Regions from separate parts of the Sus scrofa genome. Here region 1 is linked to region 2. A link is a contact called in public HiChIP or PLAC-seq data. All regions are on one chromosome and are shown on one strand. The core of a region is the stretch at or near the end of the contact, and the rest is flanking DNA. Distances in the headings are between cores, read along the strand shown.

The links. HiChIP or PLAC-seq counts read pairs in DNA pulled down with a chosen protein or histone mark.
Region 1: a contact with region 2 is called in an H3K27ac HiChIP or PLAC-seq map of skeletal muscle. The contact joins the enhancer-like site here to the promoter of TPM1 in region 2. A contact is called at or near these places in 1 of 5 promoter capture datasets (fetal liver), 6 of 47 Hi-C or Micro-C datasets (embryonic fibroblasts, fetal liver, heart right ventricle and 2 more) and 1 of 2 datasets of contacts at active chromatin or transcription factors (skeletal muscle).

The regions. Positions count from the first base shown.
Region 1 is chr1:109,074,528-109,079,343 of Sscrofa11.1, forward strand. No RefSeq gene overlaps it. Among named protein-coding and RNA genes, the nearest start is that of TPM1, 61 kb to the left of the region's middle. Within about 2 kb of position 2,649, at least 10 of the 83 cell types and tissues checked have an H3K27ac peak or open chromatin away from gene starts, as enhancers often do. A contact at or near this core is called in fetal liver and skeletal muscle, where this site is marked.
Region 2 is chr1:109,014,095-109,018,606 of Sscrofa11.1, forward strand. It overlaps TPM1 (tropomyosin 1 (alpha)), which reads right to left and starts at 1,856. Exons shown (of 10, transcript NM_001097483.2): 1 at 1,664-1,856; 2 at 465-590. The coding sequence starts at 1,777.

The DNA.
Region 1 (4,816 bases), core at 1,399-3,898, 61 kb after region 2:
AGGGGACAGAGGATAAGGAAAGGTTTGGCTAAGGTGGGACAGCCTTTAAATGCTGTTAGGAGGGCAGCCAAGGGAAAGAACATAGAAAAGACCTGGAAGGACATACACTGAAATGTTAACAGTGATCATCTCTGGATAGTGGAATCAAGAGACCGCTGAAGGTCCAAAAACCATCCAAATGGCATGCTATGGAGTTTTGACATTGTCTATTTTATTACTACAAAATTCTCTCAAGTGTGCCAGTTTACACATAGCTTCACTCAAATATACTGAGATTTGATGGATGAGAACATCTGCCTGCCTTTGCTCGGGTGCAGAAAGAACACTGGTGATGAAGAAAACTGGGGGTGCCAGCATCCAACATGGCCCCCGATGACCTGCACCTCCTGGAATTCAAGCCTTTGTATGAGCCCTTTCCACACTGAGGCGGGACTGCCCGTGTAACCAATAGCCTACTGTAAACATGCTGTACAGTGAGGACCAGGGCTGGGTCCTAAAAGGCACTGCTACTCCAGACTTGGTGGCTTGTATTGCTCACTCTGGAGGAAACCAGCTGCTATAGCTTCTGGACACCTAGGATGCTTCAGTGAAAGGCCCACATGGAGGGAAAAAGACCCCTGGCCAAGAGCCAGAATCAACCAACCAGCCACTACGGATATGGATCCTCTAGCTATAGACAACTGTTCAGGTGACACTGGACTGTAACTTCAGGAGACACCCTGAGCTAGAACCTCCAGCTGAGATGTTCCCAAATACCTGACCCATGGAAATTGTGAGAAATGTGAAATGATTATTTTAAGCAGCTATGTTTTGGGGTGATCTGTCATGCAACAATAGACAACTCATGCACGCAACTTGCACACTTTATGGCACCCACAAGGGGCTTCATCCATGAGACAACAATCTGGACACAACAGCATTTCAAAAAGGATAGACAGTGTGAGGAAAAGAACATATATATATATATATATGTATGTATGTATGTATACACATACACACACACGTATGTATGTGTGCGTATATATAGATATGTGTGTGTATATAGATATGTGTGTGTGTATATATGGCTGGGTCACTTTGCTATACAGCAGAAATCAACACAACATTGTAAATCAACTCTACCCTAATTTTAAAAAATAAATTAAAAAAACACACACAAAAATTGAAATGTACTGGCTGTGTGTCAGATTTGAATCTTGGGCAAGACACTCACGCATCCTTCACTCCCTCTCCTACATCGCACCCACACAAACAGACAACACTGGCTATTCTGCAGATAACATTTAGTACTGAAGTGTTGTATGTGATGCAAATATGAGTCAAGGGTGTATGGAGGCTTTCTGAAGCCAAAGTGTCAGGATGCAATTTTGGTGGAAGTGGACCTGAATTGTTTCAAACTGTACAATTAATAACATTCCATTTCCATGACATCTACCGATTAATCCTGCCTGTTAGTGTAGACTTTTAGCCCTTGGGAGTTTAGATTCTCCTGGCTGACATGGGAGAACAAATTATGTTAGGCTTTCATTTTATAATAAAACGACTGGCACTGGAAGGAAGGGGTGGGTTGGGGCTGGGTACTGTTCCCTGAGAACCGGCGGGCCATGAATGCAGCACCTAAGCTTAATAAATCCCCTAAAGTTAGGGCAGAGCACTTTCACACCTGTTTTCCCATTGCTGCCCATGTATCTGGCACATAATACTGGCTTATGACATATATCTTGAAAAAAAAGCTGTTGATTAAATAGTAGTTCCTCCTTGGAGTTCCTGTGGTGGCTCAGTGGTAATGAACCTGCCTAGTATCCACGAGGACGTAGGTTCAATCCCTAGCCTCACTCAGTGAGTTAAGGATCTGACGTTGCTATGGCTGTGGTGCAGGCCGGCAGCTGCAGCTCCAATTCGACCCCTAGTCTGGGAACTTCCATATGCCATGGGTGTGGCCCTAAAAGTAAAAAAAAAAATATTTTTAATTAAAAAAAATAGTAGTTTCTCCTCCCCTTCCTTCATTGCACTCTTAGATTTTAATAGGAACCCTTTTGGAAGGTTTCAACCTGTTCCACTTCTGCAGGGGGGCATTGAGGAAGAGTGTTTCACATGGGAGCTGAAGCATCTTTCTGGGGCCATTGTGACAGTAGCAATCTCCCTTTCCCCTCCCACCTCCTCATGACCAGGAAGTGAAACTGGAGGGTGTAGTGCTGGGCTCCTCCCACTGACCTCTCTTCTCTCCATGACTACACACATCACTGCCTGAGTGAACACACTGAGTATCCCTGGGAAAGTTGGTTACCAACAGCCACGGTGGCAGAGGCTTGCAGGTATTTGCAAATCTAGTGAAGAGACTCAAGTGAGACTCATTCTTATCCAACAGGCTCTCCTGGCTTCATTCTGTGGCCTGAGTTAGGATGTGGCAGCTGCGAGGCACTCTGGTTTCCTACATAAGCTGGACAAAGTCACCTACTGACCTTTGAAAGGAGGCAAATCTCCCTCAGGGGTAGTTACAGGATTTGTGCCTGGCCCTGGTCAGTGTGGTCACTTCCACAAGGAAACAAAAACAATTTTCCACCCCCACAGCCTGGCCACTGTAGGGCAGGGAAACCACTTGCCAAGCTGAACAAAGACATTGCTGGCTTGCTCCAGGGCATTCTTTGAGCTCATCACCCTGAGGACACAAGCAGGAACTGTTGCTGTGGAAGGGTCCAGATCACGCTGCTGTGGCCACCAGCAGCTCTTTCACATCCATGATGATGTGTGGATCCCCTGGAGAGATGGATGGCTGGGGACTGGCAGGAACACCTGTCCTGGATCTGGGTAGACTGGGGACACTAGGCAGCCTGTTGCTGGAATGTGTGTAGCAAGAACACTTGTTTCTGAAATGAGATACCTTCTAATAAGCAGCTCTTCCTGCCTTTCCATTTATAAATGATGGAGGCAGCTGGTCTTGAGAGAGGACAGTATAACACAGGAACGGGAACAACGGTGTGTCCAGACCAGCCCAAAGGTGGCGGATGGGTCAGGCAATGTGTGTTTCTGAGGTTCTCAGGCGCTCCTCCGATGGAGCACATTTTGAGCCCACAGAGGCTCCTGTGCTCACTCCCTCCTCTGCGCTATCAAATCTCTCAGTAAGGGCTCTGCTATCAGTTGCGTAAATTGCAGTGAGAATTAAAGTCAGGCAAGGCTTTCCCCTGAATGTGGCTCTAAGGAGTTGACGTCTCCTCTCTGAGTGGTCGTCAGCTTTGATTAACCACAGGCCACAGGGCAAATCTTGCTTAATTCAAAGAAATTTTGGGTTTGGTATTTTATTGTTAATTTTTTTTTTTTTTCATTTTAGGGCCATCCCTGGGGCCTGTGGAAGTTCCTGGGCTAGGGGTTGAATTGGAGGTGCAATAGCAATGCCAGATGTGAGCCGCATCTGTGACCTACACTGCAGCCTGTGGCAAGGCCGGATCCTTAACCCACTGAGTGACACTCTGTAGGGTTCTTAACCTGCTTAGTCACAATGGGAACTCCCTGGTTTTGGTATTTTATAAAAAAAAATATTAAATATTTTTTACTTTTTTTGAAGAACTTTTCAAGTACATTAATAAGCTTTTTCATCTTGTAAATTTGAGAAGTTTGCTGGATAATTATTTTGATCCTCATGTTGCAGAGAAGAAACTGAGGCAGAGAGCATAAAGGCTGTGCACAAACTCCAGGATGAACTTGTGGGCTGCCACCAGCAGCAAAGTACCCCTAACCCAGGACAGAGGTCTTTCCTGGAAGTGTACTTTCCTGCATAGTCCAAAGACAGCACCACACACTGGGTCTTACTTCTACATGCTAAGTGCTTTATGATTGGCTATCACTTATGTCCTAAGAGGTGGGGACTTGGCCCCCATCTCCCAGATGGAGGCATGGGGGCTTAGGGAATTTAAACCACTCGCCCAATTGCTCACAGCCAGAAAGTGGCAGCACTGAGATTTCAGTCTAAGCCTAACTCCTAACTGTGTACTCTGTTTTCGATTCTTAGCAGGTCATTTAAAGACACCTCAGGCCCCTGTCAGTACCTGAGCTGAGGGGGATGGGAGTTACCCCAGCAAGGCTGGAGCTCCCCAGCCTCCACCTCTGATGGGGGTGGGGGTGGGGGTGAGGGAGGGCTTCTGGGGACCTTTCCAAGCCTCTGTGGAAGGGCAAGTACCCGTGGAGGGGAAGATCTGCTAAGCTGCCTGGGGGGGAAAAATGCACCTTTAGCTTTTTGAAGCCACATTTTAGTGATTTCTCATCCTATAAAGACAGGAGGGCAAAACCAAAATAGTGGTGGTGGGAGGACAAGTGGTTTCCTATGTAGAAAGGGACTAGTCCCTGCTGTGTTGCTTGTTTATATAGGACGGTGGATGGAATTCCTCTCCTGAATGCCTGGGGTGAGGGTCTCCCATCCTCTGAATTCCTTCTCTGTGCTGTCATGAGACAGGGAGCCTCATAAAATCAAGAAAGGGCTTCAGTGTCTTCTGCTCTCCCACCCTCTCCCCACCTCCACAAGCCTGTTGATTAGAAAGGAAGGGTCACAGCCCTTCTAGCAAACCTACCCAGAAATTCACTGAAATAGGCAGTTTCTCCCAGCTCATCTACTTTCATTCATTCATTCATAAAACACTTATCCAGTGACATTTGTAGGAGGTGCCACTTATATATTCACACACATATATACATACATACAAATCATCATCATCATTGTAACTCATTAACATTTGGTGACACCCATGCCTGCAGGCACTGCTTCTGTGTAAGAACATCTCGGCTTTGTACTGTCCCTTTCAGGTAGGTCATTTGCCATGCCTCA
Region 2 (4,512 bases), core at 606-3,105:
AGGCCCTCTGTACCCTGACTAGACCCACTGCTGAAAACCAGGCCTTCCCACCCACCAGAAATGGCAAAAAGGAAGAAAGTGAAGAAAGCTAGGCATTCTGTTTGTACAAACCTTGGCGATGACACCTCAGAGGTTTTCTGTCACCAAGGAGGCAGAGTTCACCTCCAGAGTCCAATTTCAGTTGCTCTATTCTCCCAGTTTCTCACCCACCCCCCCTCCACCCCCTCGGGTGGGGGAAAGAAGGAGAAAAAGAGAGAGGAATGGAAGAAATAAAAATGAATGTGTGCAGTAGCAGTCGAAGGCAGCATCCAGTGCTCTCGGCCATGGCAGGCTGTGTGCAGGTGTCCAGCAGGAGGAGGTGACAAGAGAAGGTGACCCTCCTCCATTGCTCTTTAGCCCCTATGGTGACCCCAGATCGGCCACAACGGCAGGAGGTGAGGGAGGCAGTATGTGTGTGCACTTACATCGGTGGCCTTTTTCTCCGCCAGCTCCAGCTTCTCCTGGGCATCTTTGAGAGCCTCGGAATATTTGTCCAGTTCATCTTCGGTGGCCTTGAGCTTCTTTTGCAGCGACACCAGCTCATCTTCCAGCTGAGAGTTGGCCGTGGGGGACGGGGGCGGGAGGGGGGGGTGCAGCAGGCAGCGTGATCCCGCAGTGATGGGATATGGGTGCACAGAGCCAGAAGGACAGGGACAGCGGGAGAGAGAAAGGGAAAGACAGGGAGGGAGAGAGAGAGAGAGAGACAGAGTTAGCCATTCGTGAGCCGCGCCGCGCGCCCTGGGTACCTTGGCGGCGGCCTCATCGGCGGCCAGGAGGCTGTCCTCTGCCTTGTGCAGCTCCTCCAGCACCCGGTCCCGCTCGTCCTCCGACGCCCGCAGCAGCTTCTCCTTGGCCGCTATGTCCTCCTCGAGCTGGGGGCGGGGAGGGGGGGGGCGCGGGGTGGCGGCGGCGGGCGGGCGCGGGCGGCCGGCACGGACCGGGTGTTAGACACACACACACACACAACACACGGGGCACCGGGTTGGCTGGGGTCCTCTGGGTTTGGGGCACCGCCGAAGTGGGGCTCAAAGGCCTTTGGATAACTTCGTCTAGCCCCTAGCCCATTCAGCACCCCCACCTTCTCCGGGACAAGACTCCTGCCAAGGTTTCAGTGGACTCAAGTCCAACTTGGGGGTGCAGAAAAACGCTCCCGTCTCCTTAGACTTCGGGCCTATTGTTTATTCTGTCCCATCTTTGCTTTTAGGAAAAAACTCCAGGACTGTCCCGTCCCTCTGCCCCCGCCCCCGGCCCCGTCTCTATTCCACATAAAAGTTTTATTCTCTCCAGTGAAAAATCCAGAAGAACTTGTAATACTTTCTGGACTTGATTCCCTTCAAACGCATCCCTACGCCGATCCCAAACTGATTTCAGATCCTTAGAATCAAGTGCCTCTAGGACCTGAATGGACTTCGCGGGCTCTGGGAACCAGAGTAGGGAAATAAGCGTCCCCAGACGAGAAAAAGTTAGAATACGCCCGAGTCTCGCTCTTCCCCTCCCCCTTCTCAGAAGCCCAGGGCTGGGGGCGGCTCCCGGAGTCCTCAGGTTGAGGGACCGCGAAGGGGTGCCAGGCTCAGGTCCGGGGGCTCCCAGCCCCCGGCGGGCGCTAGGCTGGGGAGGCGCAGACCTGCTTGCTCCTGTCCTCTGCCGCCTTCTTATCGGCCTCCGCCTGCTCCGCTCGATCCAAGGCGTTCTCCTTGTCGAGCTTGAGCATTTGCATCTTCTTCTTGATGGCGTCCATGGTGGCGGCGGTAAGGGGCCCTGGGGCTGCGGCAGAAGCGGGGAGGCGAGCGCGCGGTGGAGCGGCCGAGCTGGAGTGCGAGTGCTGAGCTGCCTGCTGCTCCCAGATATGTACTTTCCCAAGGGGGCGACCGCATTCCTCAAGACAGCCAATACTTTTTTGGAAAAGCTTTTTTCTCCTGCCCCCTTTCCCCCTCTCCTCCCTCCGCCCCCCTGCGCCCTCCCCGCTGCTCCCGCGGGGGCCGCACGCCCATTCGCTGCCGCCTGCCGGCCTCCCAGTTGACGGTGGATATGACTATATATGGGGACCCGAGCAGCCTAGGCGGCTGTCGGGCGAGGCCTCCCGCTTTCCAAACCTGCGCGCCAGGGACTGGGCACCGGGGCCTCGCAGGGGCCGAGCCGGGGCGGAGGCGCTAACCTCTGCCTTCTGCCCTTCGTGCCCCCTCCTCCCAGAGCCCAAGTCCCGCCTTTAAGGTCCCTAGCCTAGAGTCTGGAGTGGCAGAAGGCCGGAGGGGGGTTGCAGACAGTGGATGCGCTTCTCCCTCACCTCTGCCCCGGCGCGTTAAGCATCAGGCCCCGGGGTCCCCGGCCCCTAAGCTCGCTCTGGGCACTGTTCCCCAAGGGTTCTCCTGGCAGCTCTCACCCTACTTGGTGTGAGCCAGGGCTTTCACGTTTTGGAAGTTCAACAGGAGTAGAGAAAGGAAGAGTTGAGAGGAAGGCCTGGGGGCTGCTCTAAAGACTTTCTCTGCTGGGTCAGAATGTCTAAGAATTTGTCTTATGCAGTGCCCTGTCCCAAAGGGGAGAGACAGTCGTATACTTTAGGGACATAGGACCCATTGACTCATCTCTGTGTGTGCCTGAGTGGGCTACTTTTGCAAAGGGTGGGGTGTATTTGTTGGTGTGTAGGTGGGTGGATGTGAGTTTAAAGGGAGAGGCCACTGAGTTTAGAAGCAGGGAACTTGGTCTTTGGTCTTAATCAGCAGCAGCTCTGTGACCTTGATAAGTGACTTAGTCGCCAGGCTGCAGTTTCCTCATCTTTCAATCCAGGGGGTAGATGAGCCCCAAGGTGCCTCCAGATCTAACTTTTTCTCCTTTTTCTTGCACCGATTTGAGGGAATTGGCCTCTTTCCATGTTAAGCACTGAGGTAGTAGGTTGCCAAAACATGGGATAAATGTTATCCCAGCCAAGTCATCATATCTACAGCTGTAACTTGGAGGGAACAGGCCCAGCTCTGTGTAGTAAGCTCTGCTTGGAGGCAGAAGCATTTCCCCTACACCTCTTACTCCTCCCAGCCCCCACTGGGAAAAAGCCTGCTCTTTTTAGAGCTTCGGTGGGAGGGGAAGAAAAGAGGCTGCCCCAAAGCCCTGCTTGAGTCTGGCTGAGGCAGAGCTGGTAAGGGTCTTGTTAACAGTCCCCACAGAATAATTCACAACCTGTACTACATGGATACCGAATATTCCCCGGACGGCATCTGAGCAGATTAGGCAGGCCAAACAACTTGTAAGTCCTTCAGAGAATGATCAAGTTCCTCTCCAGGATTTTATCAGGTTTCTTCCATTAACCCAACTGCCTAAGAAGGTAAAAATACCCTGACCTAAGGGTCAGAATGTTAGATCTGCATGCATAAATGCTGCATGGCACAGAAGTTCACCAGGACCCTTTAATCACCAGATGAACCCAACCACTGGAGCACTGACAACATTCCAGGCCTAGAGACAACTTATCAGATGCCTGTAGCTGGCTCCCCAACTTGGTGCTCAGCATGTGGGGCATGAGTAGGGAGCTCAGAGTTAGACCTGGGATCCAAACCTGGCCTGGCCACTCCCTTGCAGGGTGGCCTTAGCCATGTCACAACCTCTTTAAACCTCAGTTTTCTTTTTCTTTTCTTTTATTTCTTAACAGCTGCACCTGCAGCATATGGAGGTTCCTGGGCCAGGGGTAACATTGGATCTACAGCTGTGTCCCACACCACAGCCATGGCAACTGCGACCTACACTGTAGCTTGCAGCAATGCCAGATCCTTAGCCCACTGATGGAGGCCAGAGATCAAACCTGCATCCTCACAGAGACAAGGTCAGGTCTTTAACCCACTGAGCCACAGTGGGAACTCCTAAGCCTAAGTTTTCTTTACTATAAAGTAGGCATGCAAATTCTCCCCTCTTGGGGTGGTTACAAGGATGAAAATGAGATAAAGAATAAAAAGCATTTTGTCTAGCACATTGCAAAGTACTCTGTATATTATGGCTGCTTGGGCAAGTCATTTCTCCTCTGTTGGCTTCAGTTTTCTCACTTATAAAATGAGGCAACTGAACTAGAGAAGCTCCTGGAGAGACCATACATTACTAACTTTTCTCCACTGTGCCAAACATAGCAGAGGAACAGGCTAAAGTTTCCTTAAATGATCTGGTGTTACAGACAACTCATTCCAACACACCACTGGTGAGCACTTTCTATATACTGGGAAGGCACTAAGCTCAAGGATCATATAAGACAAATCTATGCCCTGCAGAGATTCAGCATAAGCGGGAAGATAAAAATCCAGGGGAGGAAGAAATAGAAATGAGCAGGTCAGAGCAGACAGAGAAAAGCTTCTCTGAAAAGTGATGGTTTTACAAATGATTTTAGAGGAAGGGTAGCAGTTGGATAAAGAGGAGAGTATTGAATGAGCCAAGGGGAGAAAAGGGAATGTTTGATGGTGGTTGGACAGTAGGGGCTCAACTTTGACATGGGACTGG